Linked DNA regions of Mus musculus: all the other regions are linked to region 1. The links are chromatin contacts, called in public promoter capture Hi-C maps. All regions are on one chromosome and are shown on one strand. Each heading gives the region's core, a stretch centred on a gene start, on an enhancer-like site or on the middle of the called end of the contact. The rest is flanking DNA. Distances are from core to core; before and after follow the strand shown. Region 1 holds the start of Cmss1 (cms small ribosomal subunit 1). Region 2 holds the start of 4930461C15Rik (a long non-coding RNA gene). Region 3 has its middle 59 kb from the start of 4930461C15Rik.

What was found. Promoter capture Hi-C pulls out the DNA fragments that hold promoters and counts their contacts.
Region 2: a contact with region 1 is called in a promoter capture Hi-C map of 3T3-L1-derived adipocytes, with 17 times the contacts expected there. The contact joins the promoter of 4930461C15Rik here to the promoter of Cmss1 in region 1. A contact is called at or near these places in 18 of 39 promoter capture datasets (the 3T3-L1 cell line, 3T3-L1-derived adipocytes, the HPC-7 cell line and 12 more), 2 of 484 Hi-C or Micro-C datasets (muscle stem cells and palatal mesenchyme), 10 of 115 datasets of contacts at active chromatin or transcription factors (astrocytes, differentiating embryonic stem cells, embryonic stem cells and 6 more) and 2 of 9 other capture datasets (adipose tissue and pancreatic islet).
Region 3: a contact with region 1 is called in a promoter capture Hi-C map of 3T3-L1-derived adipocytes, with 3 times the contacts expected there. The contact joins the enhancer-like site here to the promoter of Cmss1 in region 1. A contact is called at or near these places in 7 of 39 promoter capture datasets (the 3T3-L1 cell line, 3T3-L1-derived adipocytes, cranial neural crest and 3 more) and 1 of 115 datasets of contacts at active chromatin or transcription factors (embryonic stem cells).

What each region holds. Positions count from the first base shown.
Region 1 is chr16:57,604,412-57,609,245 of GRCm38.p6, forward strand. Cmss1 (cms small ribosomal subunit 1) reads right to left here and starts at 2,456. Exons shown (of 10, transcript NM_025599.3): 1 at 2,255-2,456. The coding sequence starts at 2,315.
Region 2 is chr16:58,405,740-58,410,573 of GRCm38.p6, forward strand. It overlaps 4930461C15Rik (a long non-coding RNA gene), which reads right to left and starts at 2,792. Exons shown (of 4, transcript XR_384912.2): 1 at 2,433-2,792; 2 at 1-335. It overlaps Dcbld2 (discoidin, CUB and LCCL domain containing 2), which reads left to right and starts at 2,796. Exons shown (of 16, transcript NM_028523.3): 1 at 2,796-3,212. The coding sequence starts at 3,017.
Region 3 is chr16:58,346,967-58,351,800 of GRCm38.p6, forward strand. No RefSeq gene overlaps it. Among named protein-coding and RNA genes, the nearest start is that of 4930461C15Rik, 59 kb to the right of the region's middle. Within about 2 kb of position 3,000, at least 63 of the 459 cell types and tissues checked have an H3K27ac peak or open chromatin away from gene starts, as enhancers often do. A contact at or near this core is called in 3T3-L1-derived adipocytes and second pharyngeal arch cranial neural crest, where this site is marked.

The sequences.
Region 1 (4,834 bases), core at 1,206-3,705:
GCCTGAGACAAAAGGAATGGAGCCTGTTGAGCACCAGAGCAAGTGAGGAGCAGCGCTGCTGAGCCAGGGTAAGCCGGTGGGGACTGAATTCTCTGGTAGCTGAGGGGCAAATATTGATGCTGAGGCCTCTATTTTGAGCTTACTACAGTGGTTCATACAAGTTAGAACAACATATAGGTCCACAGAGCAAAATGCAAAGAAAGACTCAGGAAACCTTGTGGAGGGAGACACAACAGGAAATAAAGGAAACAAAGAAACATAGCCACATCCTTCCAAGCCTGTGTGAGACTGATGGGTTGTGGGGACTGACACATGGAAGTGTGGAGAAAGGCAGGTTTACAACACTATTCCTATTAACCACTGAATACTTTAGAAGCCATCCAGATGTTTGAATTCCAAAATAAATCACATATTAGGATTACATCTCAATCACTGACAAAAAGATAAAGTGTACGGTTAAAACTGCTTATTTAGTTCTGAACAAAATCAGACTGAGAGTCAACTGACACAGTTTGATAATAATGTGCACGCATCGTATACCTTTTAAAATCAATAATGGGTTTGCTTAGAGATGGGATTCTTCTCTTTGGTCACAGTAGTTATCAGGAAAAATGCAAGCGCAAGACAGACTGACTTCAGATCATCCGACTGTGAAGGAGAGCTACCTCACTCAACAGGAGAAGCCCAAGCTAATCTCTGAGATCTCAGTGCTTCTGTTTCCTCCCGTATACAACAGGGATAAAGATAACTACTTCTCTGTACACTTACAAAGATGAATAATCTAGTGCTCATAAAGCAGCAAAAACAATGCATGACAGCAATAGGTAGGCTGAGGCAGGAGAATTAAGAGTTTCAGAATTTAGATCATACTAAGAGCTCAACAAATGAAAACTGGCATTACTGTCATATCCACTGTCTCCTGGCATTTCTGAACACTCCGGTTTTCTTGTTACATGTATGGTGAGAGGGGGCATCTAAGACTCAGAAGAAGCTACTGAGTCATTTGAGAAACACTCCTCAAACGATGGGGAGACTGAGAGTTACAGATTACCTGACTTTTAGCTTCCTACTTCTGTCATCCCTAGTCTAGTCTCAACCCTGGGATCCAGACTGCCACTCGCCACTGGACTGACACTCTACTCTTCTGTTCCCCTTAAATCACAAAACCCATGCTGTAACTTTCAGTTTCACACTGAGAAATGGTCTAAACGTGTTAACTCTGTTTGCTATCATGTGAGATGGTACTGAGATCAAAATAAATGGAAATATGACATTGACCCTACCATCTAAAACTAGAGACAGGTGGACCTTGGATCCTTGGAGGGTGACTTGAGACAGTAACAATAGAAGTAGCTATCGCATGGTTAAGTCTTATGGGGCATGAAATGTTCAAGGCCACTGGAGTGGGGGGGTTACTTAATGCTACTTTACTTGAAAATAAAATGCCTACTGCACACAGAATGGGTACACATAGTACACCATAATAGAAACTGTTGGAGCCGAGCAGTGGTGGTTCACACCTTTAATCTCGGCACTTGGGAGACAGAAGCAGGCGGATTTCTGAGTTCGAGGCCAGCCTGGTCTACAGAATGAGTTCCAGGACAGCCAGGGCTACACAGAGAAACCCTGTCTAAAAAAAAAAAAAAAAGAAAGAAAGAAAAGAAAAGAAAAGAAAAGAAAAGAAAAGAAAAGAAAAGAAAAGAATTTGCTGTAAAGCAGAAGAGTTAAGCCCCTTGCTGGCTCGAACTACACATGATAAAGAACACGCTACTTTAATATTTTGTACATATACTACACGCCAAAAATTGTGTTGTGCTATACAACTTTAAATTACCTTCACTACATCTTCACAATTTTTTGGAGAGAATTACTCCTTTCACACGTGAGGAAAAAGGAGAATGTGTCGGAGTATCAGAGTCTGTGATTTGAATTCCCAATCTGAACCTAGTTCAGGGATTACTGGTAACCACTATGACAAACTGTACAGAAACGGTCTATCTAGTCTCAAGAAAATAGTAAAAAGTCTAGAAAACCAGAGCGCAGGAAGTAGCCCTCTCAGACTGGCAGGCGGCGACGGGGTCCCTCTCGTTCCACGTGTGACACGGTGTTGTCCCTCCCCAGTTCCCGCGCCGTCCCATGTTCCCACGGCTCCGCGCTCCACCTCCGGGCAGACCGCCACGACTGCCACACGCGGGTAAGGCAGCTGAGGCGAGGACCAGGGCAGGAGGAACGAGGGAGGCGGGCGAGAGCTTACCTGGGCTGCTGGCGGCTGCCGGCTGGTTCTCCCACCACTCGTCTCCCAGATCGTCTGCCATCCCCGTGAGACCCGGACGCGAACTGACAACCAGATGAAAGCAAGGCGGCCGCTCGCGCTCCTGGGCTCAGCTTCACTGGCGGCGTTAGCAACGCTACACGCGGAAAAACCAAGGAACTCCGTCGCCCGCGCCACTGGAGATGACGTCACAGACGCCACGCCCCCCCAGCTGCGGCAGCCAGGGGTGTCGCCGTTTCCACACAGGCTCAGACGTTCAAGATCGGCCTAGAAACTCCAAATAAATGCTCTGTTGAGCCTAGAAATACAAGAAAAGAGTTACCATCGGTTTGGGTTATTTTTTTTTAATATTTAAGTATTTTGTTTTGGTTTATGGCCGAAAAGCCGATGTCGAAAGTGCAAGAACGGATGCTAAGACGATTTTTCTCTGTTGGATTTCAAAGAGCTTGCACCGCGGGAGGAGACCCGAGCACGTGGATGTGTTTTCACTTGGTTGTCAGGGTTCTGGCGTTCCAGCGCCTGTGCAGTTTGTCCTTAGAAACGCACCTGAGAGTTGCTGACGATGAATGTCGGAACTTGGTTGTACATGTGAACGTTGCTGCTCTTTTTCTACAACTTAAGAGGGACGAATATCCTGAAGACCTGAAACATACCACTTCTCTATTTAAAATACTTAATCAGGTTTTGATATTCTCTTTAGAGGACTTGGATTGTGATCTGTCCCATTCAGTACCATGGCCCTTGGAACATGAATAGAACTTGGGGCCTGGTGTGGTGGCGCACGCCTTTAATCCCAGCAATCTGGGAAGCAGAGGCAAGCAGATTCCTTGAGTTGAAGGCCAGCCTGGTCTACAGGGGAGTTCCAGGACACCCAAGACTCTGCAGAGACATCCTGTGGAGGAGGAGGAGAATTGTTTTATTCAACAGTACATTTGTTTCTGTCATCTCCATTAGCCATCTGCCTGACAACAGGTATTAAGAGGTCAGGAAGGCCACAGGCCAAATGCAGCGATTGAGTTGTTTGTACCGGTGCTCATAAGTTACTTTTATAGTAGAACGCTTTGGACAACATAAACTAACCAGAAAGAAAGAGTGGCTTTAATATGGTGCGTCTATACATTCATACTTCGTGTATTTGCTAATTCACCCTTTATAGAAAAAAATACAAGCTCTATTGAATAAACAATATAAATTGTATCTTCCCTTTAACTGTTTTGTTACCAGTAAATAGATATCTGGGTTTATAAGTTAGCCTACCCTAACCCCACCTCCAACTCCAACACCCATATCTGGTACTGTAGAATCCAAAATAAGTTCAAGACCACCCAGCCTCTTCCCCTCTGAAGGGACTTTCAGAAACATAGCAGTCAAAATGACTGAGTCTACAGCTGCCAAAACAAAATGAGCTGTTCTTAGAAAAATAACCATAACAAGATAGCAATTTCCAGAGAAATCCCCCTACCCTGCCCCACACTGAATTCTGAGAAAGACTACAAACCACCCTGACCTTTCTAAAATTCCCTGTGACATTAAGAGCTGTGATGTTAATAGCTGACCTATAAGATCAAAATGTAGTGCTGCTTTGCTGATAATAACCCACCATAAGGGCAGGCAAAGTGAGTCACTAGGCCAAAGGGTTACATAGTCACCCTATACAAACCAACTAATGCGTGAAAGGGTTACTTGCTACACCAATGAGAATAAGCCAGATAGCCCTGTTACCTAAATCTGCCCCTTACAAGGCATAAAAAGTATGTTTTTTGTTTATTCTGGGTCTCTCCTCTTGCCTGGGTGCTGAGGAGGGTCCCCAACATGTTGGAATAATAAAAAACCTCTTGCGGTTTTCAGCAATGGAGGTCTCTGTAGTCTTTGTGAGTGAGGGTCTTTTGACAGACTCCAACAGTACCTGATCACCTCATGAACACAGGGAAGCTAAGGCTGAAACAACTACTGGAGCTTTGCCTGAGCCCCTTTTCCTGTATAGCATATGAATAAGTACTGTTAGAGTTTGGGTATGAATGGGTCATTTCTCAGGAGTTTGAACTGGACAACCTTCATAGAAGACAAGTCACTTAAACTTTAGCTTGTCAATGTTTATCAGTCGGCAGTATGAGTGTAATTTTAAAAAATCTGTTCCTTAGTGAAAAAGTTTCAGGTAAGCTTTTAACCTTACTGGGCTTGCGGGGGGGGGGGTCTATAACACAAAGTAAATAAATTAGATGACCCCTCAGAGCTCTCCCAGTTCTGTTCCTAAATCTAAAGTGCCATACAAAGAAGTCTGAACAGTACTATTATAGTTGAAGGGTATGATAGTATGATTGTTTAGGGTAAGTTGTGTTGACGTTACTGTTCAGAACAGAACCGATTTGAGCATGGGTAAGATAGCGATTCTCCATCTTTGGAACCAGCAGAGCCTCTTGTCCTGTTGCCTCAGGTTGGAATACCCTTCTCTTACTTGTGTACTTGCTTCTGTACAAATGCCAAGAATTCCTGTGGATGCCACGATGTGAAAAGATTGGTACCTACTGCTGTGAAGATAAAAGTGTTGTGATAGAGGTTAGC
Region 2 (4,834 bases), core at 1,542-4,041, 800 kb after region 1:
AGGCAAAGAGAATGGCAAGCTTGACTAGAGAAGTATGCAGAAAGTATGGGAGAGTAAATGTAAACCTGGACTGCCCTGGGGCAGTGACTGGTCTAGACTCGAACGCCTGATATATGACTTTGGTGGAAGGTTCCCAGGAAACATTTCGTTATCTCACAGAAGCCTTCTGAAACTGGTTGTACAGCCATAATGAGAAGTGGAGAGACATGGTGGGCAGCACTGTGTCTCAATTCTCACACATCGGTGCTCCTCCTATGACTTCCCATGGTCAGGCAGTAGGGGAATGTTCTCCGGGCTGCTCTCCAGCCAAACCTCCAGAAAAGAAACTCAGGAAGCTGAAAGGCAAAAGAGTACGAAGACAGATGGCTAGCATCATTTTTCAGACGCTGGTTTCCCCCTCTCTTCTTTTCCCTGTTCTGTCCTCTGAAACACTTCACCACTTTATTCTCTACTTTAACAGCTCTTAGCATACCAAAACAGAGAGAAAATGACAGCACCCCTCTCTCTTGTGATAGGGGAATTACTTATAAGAAATTCGGAGTCTTTTCAGGCTGTACTCCCCTGAGGGGGGACAGCCACAACTCCAGCACTTTCTTTTCTAGAAAGGTTCCCATACCTGAGCTAGTTCACTCTGCTTCTTGTGCAGTTCCATGTAGCTGAAGGAATCCTAGCCAGCAGCTTCTAACCCTTTGCTGTGTCCACCTTGTGGCCTACGGTTATCACTAGGTGGTCATACAGAAGGAGTGATCCGACATGTGAGGTGCTTCATCTCAGGGACTATCACTTGAAGCCTTGGCTTAGGACTGGCTGTTTGCTGGGGTAGGTCATAGAGTTAGCTCTGTTAGTTCTCACCTCCAAATTGGCACTGGTGACGATGGATTTGTTTAAAATGTTTGTCTTCTCCACTAGAATGTAAGCTTCTCTAACTGAACTTTGTATGACCAGGGCGTATATTGGTAGTGCTTTCTTTGCTACACGATAGATGTTTAGCAGATACAATGACTGGGGAGTGGGGGTGGGGGGTGGGCTTATTGTGTGAGAAATATGCAAGAAACTTGAAAAAAAATGGCTTCTAGAGTCCTTTCCAGCATTTGGGTTTTCTTCTGAAACACGGGTGTGAGTGCTTTACATGTTTAGGACTCTCACATGTATTCATGAGTTCCAGAGCCAATTCCTACATACTTCTCACACTGACATTTGTACAACCTGCTTTTCTATAGCCTCATTTATTAGCTGTATATCCATATCGATTTATTTTGTTTAAAAGGCATGTATTTTATTATTTATTTATTTATTTATTTATTCATTCATTTAGTATGGGGGTGGGAGGGGAGATGTTCCACAGTGCACATCTGGAGGACCATGGACGACTTGCAGAAGCCAGTTCTCTCCTAGCAACCATGTAAATTCTGAGGATCAAACTCAGATCGTAAGGATTGTCAGCAAGGGCTCTTAACCAATGGCCTATCTCTCTGGCTTTGCATCCCAGTATAGGTGCTTCTCAGCTTATGATAAGAGTCACATTTGATAAACCCACCATCACTTGAGAACACGTTAAGTCAAGGGAACATTTAATACACTCAAGGTAGTAGACATCCTATGCCAGTATCAGTTTGCTGTACAGCATCCGTTGCTTAGCGTTGAGAAGACCCAGCTGCCAGAAATTATGGCTTGTTAAAGGCAGTCATCAGCAGGACAGGGCACAGCAGCAATACTGTGAAAAATCAACCACCATAAACTGAAAGGTAATACAGATGCTCTATAGTTACTTCCTTTGCTATGCAAACTGTTCTATCTTACTAAGTCCCTGTTTGTTAAAGGTACAATACTTTTTTTTTTTTTTTTAGGGAGTCCCTAATTAAAAATATCCCTGATGGTTTCTCTTTATAAATCTACTGTCTAGTTCTGTGGATTCTTCTTTAAAGACTGCTCTTTCTTCTGCCATACTGCCTGCTCAAAAACTCCATCAAATTGCCTATTATTTGAATTTGTACTTGTTTCATTCTGACGTGCATGATGTACTGACATTTCTTCCCCATTCCAAAACCTGCAAATTATCTATAAAGTGGCTCTAATTCCTGGGACTTCTCTGAGCACAATTTTACAGATAGTGGACTTAAATAGTCTCAGCAACACGGGTCTTATTTTATACTTCCTCTCCAAAGTCCTAGAAGCTATCTTTGCAAAAACTGAACACTACATTTGTAATTGTACCCGCAGATGTTGCTGCAATTGACTGCAGTTTTAATTAAGAAAAACATACTCTGCTATTTAAAAACAGTCCCTTAAATACAGCTCCCAGCTGAAATCTTCCAGCATCCAGCCATCCCACCCCTTCCAGTGGCCTGATGTTCGACGGGGGAGGAGCCAGGAGCAAGCAGGCTCTGGGAAGCTGGAGAGCGCGGGATGGGGAAGTCCCGGAAGTCACTGACCAGAGAGTCTCGGCGGGTTCTCTCTGGGCAGTGGTCCCAAAAACTACAGGCTCTTCAGCGGGGCGGGGACCGCTCCCGGCCCCGGCTTGGGGGCGAACCCGGATCGAGGGAGGCGGGTGGGACGCTCCCAGAGGTCCAGGGCGATTGGCAGACGCGGATGAGGGGCGGTGGAGCTTTAGGAGAGGAGCTAACAGGTCGACAGAGCAGACGGCGTGATGATTGGACGGCACGGAAGGAGCTGGACCAGATCTGGCCGCTCATTGGTCTCAGCATGAGGAGGAGGCGTGGCCAGCGCGCGCGGGAGGGAGGGAGGGCGAGAGAGCGGGGCCGGCCCGCCCGAGAGACGGTCGGTCTACGAGCGCGGCGGGAGCGCGTTCCAGCTCGGGCCCCGGTGCTATCCTCCGATCCGCCGCGCTCCGGCCTGGGGTCTCGGGGCGGGAAGCTCGGTGAAGCGGGCGCGGGGAGCAGGGCGGAGGGGACGAGGCGCGCTGCGCTGCCGCCCGGTCCTCACCGGGTGCTGCGGGCCCCGGGCGCGCGGGGCTCCGCGGCGCGCGCACTATGCGGGCGGATTGCCGGCCGCCGCGATGGCGAGCCGGGCGCCGCTGAGAGCCGCGCGCAGCCCCCAGGGTCCCGGAGGCCCGGCCGCGCCCGCCGCCACCGGCCGGGCCGCGCTGCCCAGCGCCGGCTGCTGTCCCCTCCCTCCTGGCCGCAACTCCTCCTCCAGGCCTCGACTGCTCCTTCTGCTGCTCCTACTGCTCCAGGACGCTGGAGGCCAGCAAGGTGAGTGGTGGCCCGCACCGGTCGGCCTCCTGAGGCTCTTGGCTGTTGGAGGAACCTGCCGACGAACCCAGAGATGCAGAGACACCACACTGGCGAGGCTGATGTGGCGGGGACCGGGGCGGGGTGGTGGTGCCGCCCGGTGTCTCAAGTTTGTGTCGCTTTACTTTTCCGCAAAGCCATTCATTTCTGTGAAAGAGGGACGTATGAGACCCTGCCGTGGAGGCCTCCTTGCTGTCTCCTTCTGGACTGATGGACGGAGTCGGGAGCAAATTAAAAAGCATCTTGAGCTTATTAAAGACAGGCAGGGATTGCTGTTCTTAGGGATAGCGCCCAGGTTCTAACGCGAATGAAGCAAATTGCAGTGCTCTCTAGAGCCTTGCTTACGTTTGCAATTCGTTCTTCAGAGCACCTGCCCATTACTGAGGACCGTGGTTTGTAGATTGTCTTGATCAAACACAGAAGTGGCCCAGAGTAGCGGTCCACTACCAAAAGCGCAAACTTTCTCAGAAAGTGACAAAGCTTCTTTTCCTTCTACAATCCCATTCCAGAAGCGGGAACAACTGTTGGTTGATAAATCATCAACAATAGAAAGAGAATACAGGACTGAACTTTTTAGTGTTGCTGCTTTGGGCAGCGTACCACATTCTGTTTGGCTTTATTTCTTCCATGGCTTTTCTTGTTACTAATTGCTAGGGAGAGTTTCTTGAAATACGTTTTCCATTTCTCAGTTCAGCTTCCCACTGTGTGCACTTTTTGTCAGTAAGGAATATCTTCAAGGTCATGGGATTGTCTCTTGGGAAGGTGCAGCCTTGATGGACGTGTGAGAGGTAATCGCTAAGAGAAAAACGTAAACTGTCCTCTTTAATAGTCACATTTAAACTGAGCAACCTAAGGTTTAGAGGTCTAATAGGCAGATTTCAGTCAGCGCTTACTGTTTTAGAGTGTGGAAGCCTCTGAAGTTTTGGCATCTATGTGTGTGTTTTTCTTTCTCGTGGTGGGGAGACAGACTTATATGGCTACAGAAGCTTAGTGTGTGTGGGAGGCCCGGGACTAAGTGGTTTGTGTAAATCAGTGCATTTAACACACAGCTTGGTGAGTTAGTTATCCCGTTCCCAGCAGAGGGAAACCGATGCACAGGGAATACAGCATATTTTAATGTAGAAAGGAATATGACCATTTAAGCAGTCCACTGTGTTTGAACATTTCTAGATGGCTTACATCTAGAATTTCACGTCATGTTTAAAACAAATCTTCGAGTAACAGAGTCAGCTATATAGGACACCATTATCTTTTGGAGTAGTCATTCCCAGACTGATGTAACATGCAACATTATCTTATTTTAAATGATTTTTGAATCATTTTAGTCAGCATTGTAACAATATATTTCTTCTCCCATTGCCAAAAGATTCCAAAATAAATAGAAATAATTTTAGAGAGCATAAAAAGACATGATTTTTATTTCTTCAAAATCGGGTAGTTTTGTTTGTTTAATACCTTTGTATCAATTTTCTGTCTTGCTCATATGTGAATGCATGTCTCTTTCATAGACTAAGTAAATGAACCAGAAACACACAGTTTTACAAAGGGAAAGCATAATGTATTTATCAATTATTAAACACGAG
Region 3 (4,834 bases), core at 1,750-4,249, 740 kb after region 1:
AGGTGAAGAAAATATCAACAACAGCAACAGGAAAAAAGAAAGTAGAAACAGTAGATCCAGACAAGGCCTCTGTACTCACTGTCCCAAGAGGAAACAGATGGTGTGATCCAAATAGACGAATTCCATGGGTTTAGTTACAAAAAAAAAACTATCTGCAAAGATGTGGTTTATGGGAATCATGTAGTCAAGAATTGGAACTAGTCTGTCAGGAGCGGAGAGTACAGTGCAAGACCCACAGAGAGGGCAACTGACTTTAGAGCGATGAATGTGGGAGGAAGTCAGCTGGAGGAGACCTTATACCTGGCCTGGAGGGCACAATCCCTTCCCTTCTCCACCGACTGCCAAGACTCCTACACAATTAACAGGAAGCCCAAGAATATACCAGCATGTGGCCTCCACACAAGCCAGCCTACCTCACAGGAAGATAGAATGACAGAGGACCAACGGAAAAGATCTGGCCTATTCTTATATTTTCAGTTGTGAGCCTAGCCTTTAACGGCTGAGCCATCTCTCCAGCCCGATCTGGCCTATTCTTAACGTCTGTGACATTAAGAACAGCGATGGTCAACTTTCCAGAAATAACCAGTATGTGTGAAGTATTTGAAAAACTTTCACCAAGATTGAAAATTCTCTGAAGTTGTAAAAGAAACAAAAAAAGTTGGAGCACCGAGGAGCACAGGAGTCATTGCATGATTCAAAGTAACACAGCGAAAACAAAAAGCACCTGAAAGACATGAGAAGGAGCGGTTACCTACAGCACCATGGAGCTCTGAACACATGGAGGTCTGCTACATCTTCTGCCCATTCCCTAGAGAGAAGGATGAAAAGCAAACACTGAAAAGGTTTGCAAATATGATTTGGCTGTGGTCTCTCATCTGAATAGCGTTCTCATAACTGGGAATATTGGTCCCTCTCATTTATTCTTTTTATTGTTGAATAAAGTTTAAAAACTATAAGCAGACCATATACAAACTTGAATTGAGCCAACTTTGTTTCAACCAATAAAATTTTTTACTTTTTATTTTTTAAGACTTGTTTATTTATTTTATGTGCATGAGTTCTCTATCTGCATGTACACCTGCATGCCAGAAGACGGCATCAGATCACATTATAGGTAATTGTGAGCCACCATTGTGGTTGCTGAGAATTGGATTCAGGGCCTCTGGAAAAGGAGCTGGTGCTAACCCCTTGAGTCATTTCCAGCCCCCTTACTTTCTATTTTCATTCATTCTCAAAAACTTTGCCTCAACAAGGTTTTTCCAGTATGGCCATAAAGTAAGAGTCCAGGGACAGAATAGGATAAAGCTGTCTTGAGGCCTTAAAGGCATTTAATATAAACAGGCAACAGTTACACATGAAGGTCTCTATGCTAACTATGCTGTTTATTTTTATATTAATATTAAATAGCATCTGTGACCATTGTTTTTGTTTGCTATATATTTTTATGTTTATAGCAACATAACAGACAAGCAGTTTGTACTGACCTCATTTGGTGATAAAGAAATTAACTAAAATTCTCCCAGCTAGTAAGAAGCAGAAACAATTTGAATCTAAGTCCCTGAATCTATATGTGGTGCTTTGGTCACTGTCTCTTCTGCTTACAACCAAATCCAGTTGCCAGTGAAGGCACTTATTTTCTATGTCTACTTTAACAGTCACTGTTTTATGGAGGAGAGGTGAGGGAGGTGGGCACCGAAAGCAAAGTGGGTCTGAAGGTGGAATAATTAAAGCTATGATTTTGTGTGTTTACTTAAGAAATAAAAATAAAAACATTTGGTGTACTGTTATGTGAGAAAAAAAAAACGTTCTACTGCAGCAAAATGGAGGACGGATGAATTTCCAGCAAAGAAGAAAAGAGAATGAAAGGAAGCCCCCAGTGATTTAGGGCTGAGAGAACATTCTTCTGAGAAAAGTGTTCCTTTGAAAACACAGCTAGGAAAAGCCATGGGTGGTCTTCCCCCACACGGATGCTCCCTGTTGTCAATGAGCACTAGTTTGAACAGTATTCAGAAACCTTTCTGTTGCTTGGGAATATAGCCACTGATAATAGATACAGAGGTACCCAAGAAAAATGGTAAAAACAAGCAAAGACTTGAAATTTCCTTCTGCATTTACTGACTCCCTGACATTAAAAAGAGCAAAGTTGAAAAACAAAGGGGGGGGGGGGAGAATGACATGAATCAGAATGGAATGAGAAGTATTTTGATGACAAACGATCACACACATCTCAGTGTCTCAGAATTGGGATTTTAGTGTGTATGTTCACACACGTCTCCAATGATCTAGCTGGATGGATCTCTGGTTCCTGTCATCCTCACTTGGGTATCCAGGCTAATGAAGGAACCTCTGTCTGCAGTGCCATTGGGGGTTAACGCAGATGGAAAGATACTGTGCAAACAATCGAATCCTGGGCGAGAGGAGTCAACCTGCAAGAAACACATGCCCTTCTGTTCAAATTTCATTGCAAAAGGCAATGAAAGGCAAAGACATCCAGCACTCCACCTCCTGGGAAATGCAGAAGTACAACATGCTGAGAAAGAGAACTGGGAATATTTTCAGAACAGAGCTAATGACTTCCAGACACTCTCCTCCAGGATGTTCCAATCTGCAGCCTCACATCTGCATACTGCTATAGCAGCCTCCATGGCCTGAGTCACTCGAGGCTTACTACAAGCCCCCTTACGTTTCCCAGCCTCCTGCCTCATTTACACTTGGGTTGGAGCTGAGTGATTATTTAAATCAAATGGGCCATAAGTAGAGTGATACTCACAAGCCCGGTTTTGAGGCATGAATGGTTGGCATTCTCCAGTGTTTAATTCCTGTGCAAGATGCCCCGAAAGACAATTGTCCCTCCCAGACTAGCAGAGATGCCATGTGATGAATCTCCCAGCTCGGTCTCCCATGGGGAGCAGCACTTCTCAATCTCTATCCACCAATTCTCTCTGAATATGTAGAATGAAGAGTATGAAGCCTTTGTCACTATGTGTCATTTAGGAATGTCTGTTGTGGCAGCTGGCATTAATCATCCCAGTAAGGAAACTAGTATCTGAATGTCAAGTAGCAGTTTAAAATAACCCGTTACATGTTTTTTTTTTTTTTTAAAGTGGGCATGAAAGCTGATATGAGTAGTTTGAAAAGCAATGTGTTTTATAGTGATAAAAATCATTGGTAAGTGTTCACTAGGAAGTCAGCTTTAAATAGGCTTTCAACTGGGAGGAAGAAGAAGGGTAGGAAACTAAGATTTAGCACTGTGTATTAGGGACCCTTTGCTCTGTTCAGCAAGACATTGCCAGAAGGAAATGAAATCAGGAAGAATTGACTGTTCAAAAGCAAACCGAAAGGAATCAGGAGGAAAGGCTAGGAATTTGGGCCCTCCTGGCTCGGGAACATAGCTCAAAAGTAAGAAATGAGATTAAAAAGCTTTGAGTGACAGAAAAGTTAATGACAATAAAAATAAACCAATAAAATCCCGCAGCTGATTAAAGTTCTCCAGGGAGAAGTCAGATGAGGGTATAATCTTCTCACTCAAGCTCAAAAGCTTAAACAGAGACCACTAGCTGGATTTAGGGACATCTGTAGGTAGGTCCAGGACTGGGGAGGCTGAGGCTGGGAGACTGACAGTTTAGAGGCTTGTCTGAGTAACATAGCAAGATTCGGTTCCAAGAAACAGAGAAAAAATGAAAGACAAAGGGGTAAAACACAGAAATGAAGCAATTCTGGGAGACATGTTTTTAAATTGGCTATAGGTGCTACAGGATTTTTTTTTTTTAAGCAAAACCAACCAGTTGCCTACTTAGAGGAGAGTAAATTACTTGAGAAAATGGGGCTTTGACCAAAAAAGCTAGAGGCAGAACAGGGGTCTTGACCCTCCAGCCTCCTTCATGAGAATGCACTTACCAAGCTTTAAAACCCCCTTGGAAAGCATATACCACTCATACCCTGTTCAGAATTGTTGCAGGATTTTCCCTGTCCAATTACTTTAGTGCAGAGGAGGCCCGTGATTGGACAGGTGAAAGGGAGGCGGAGCTAAGAGTTGCAGAGAGGGGGAGCGTCTGCCTGCGGAGGGAGGAAAAAAGCAAGATGGCGGCAGACGTGAACCAGCATTGCTTTTACCAGCCACAGGTCATTATGATATCATAAGGTTAGGATAATTGGGATAAAGCTTTTATCATTATCAATTGGTTCAGAAATTATTGTATTGGTGTCTTGTAAATTGTGATTTTATTGATACATAAATCTGATTGGTTAACTATAAGCATTAAGAGTTTTGATTTTACTGGGTTACTGGATATTGTGATATCTAACTGTGAGGTTGGTGGCTCAATTTGGTTACTGGAATGTGGGACTGAGCAGGACATAGTGTTATGGCTCGCTGGTCCCAGCAAGAGAGCGGGAACATACCAGCTCATTTTTAATATTTCCCGCAACACAGAACTACTGAAGAGTAGAGAGAATAATACCCTGAGACATACAAAGAGACTCCCGCAAAGAACATCATCACAGCTCCAGGAAATTCTCCCACCTAGAGCCTACCCATGTGATTGACTGGACTGTAGTTTAGACTTTGAGGTGTTCGCCAGCTGTCTCTCGTCTTTCTGTTCTCTCCATGGCAAACCAGACTGAGCGGGCTGTTGCTTTTCCATTTCCCCGGGTCCAGCAGGGAAGAACCAGAGGAGTGGTTCTCAGCCTTCTTAATGCTGTGACCCTTTAACACAGTTCCTCATGTTGTGGTAACACCCAGCCAGAAATTTTTTTCTTTGCCACTTCATAACTGTAATCTCCCTCCTGTTTATGAATTATGATGTAAATATCACTATGGAGGACCTCTGATGTG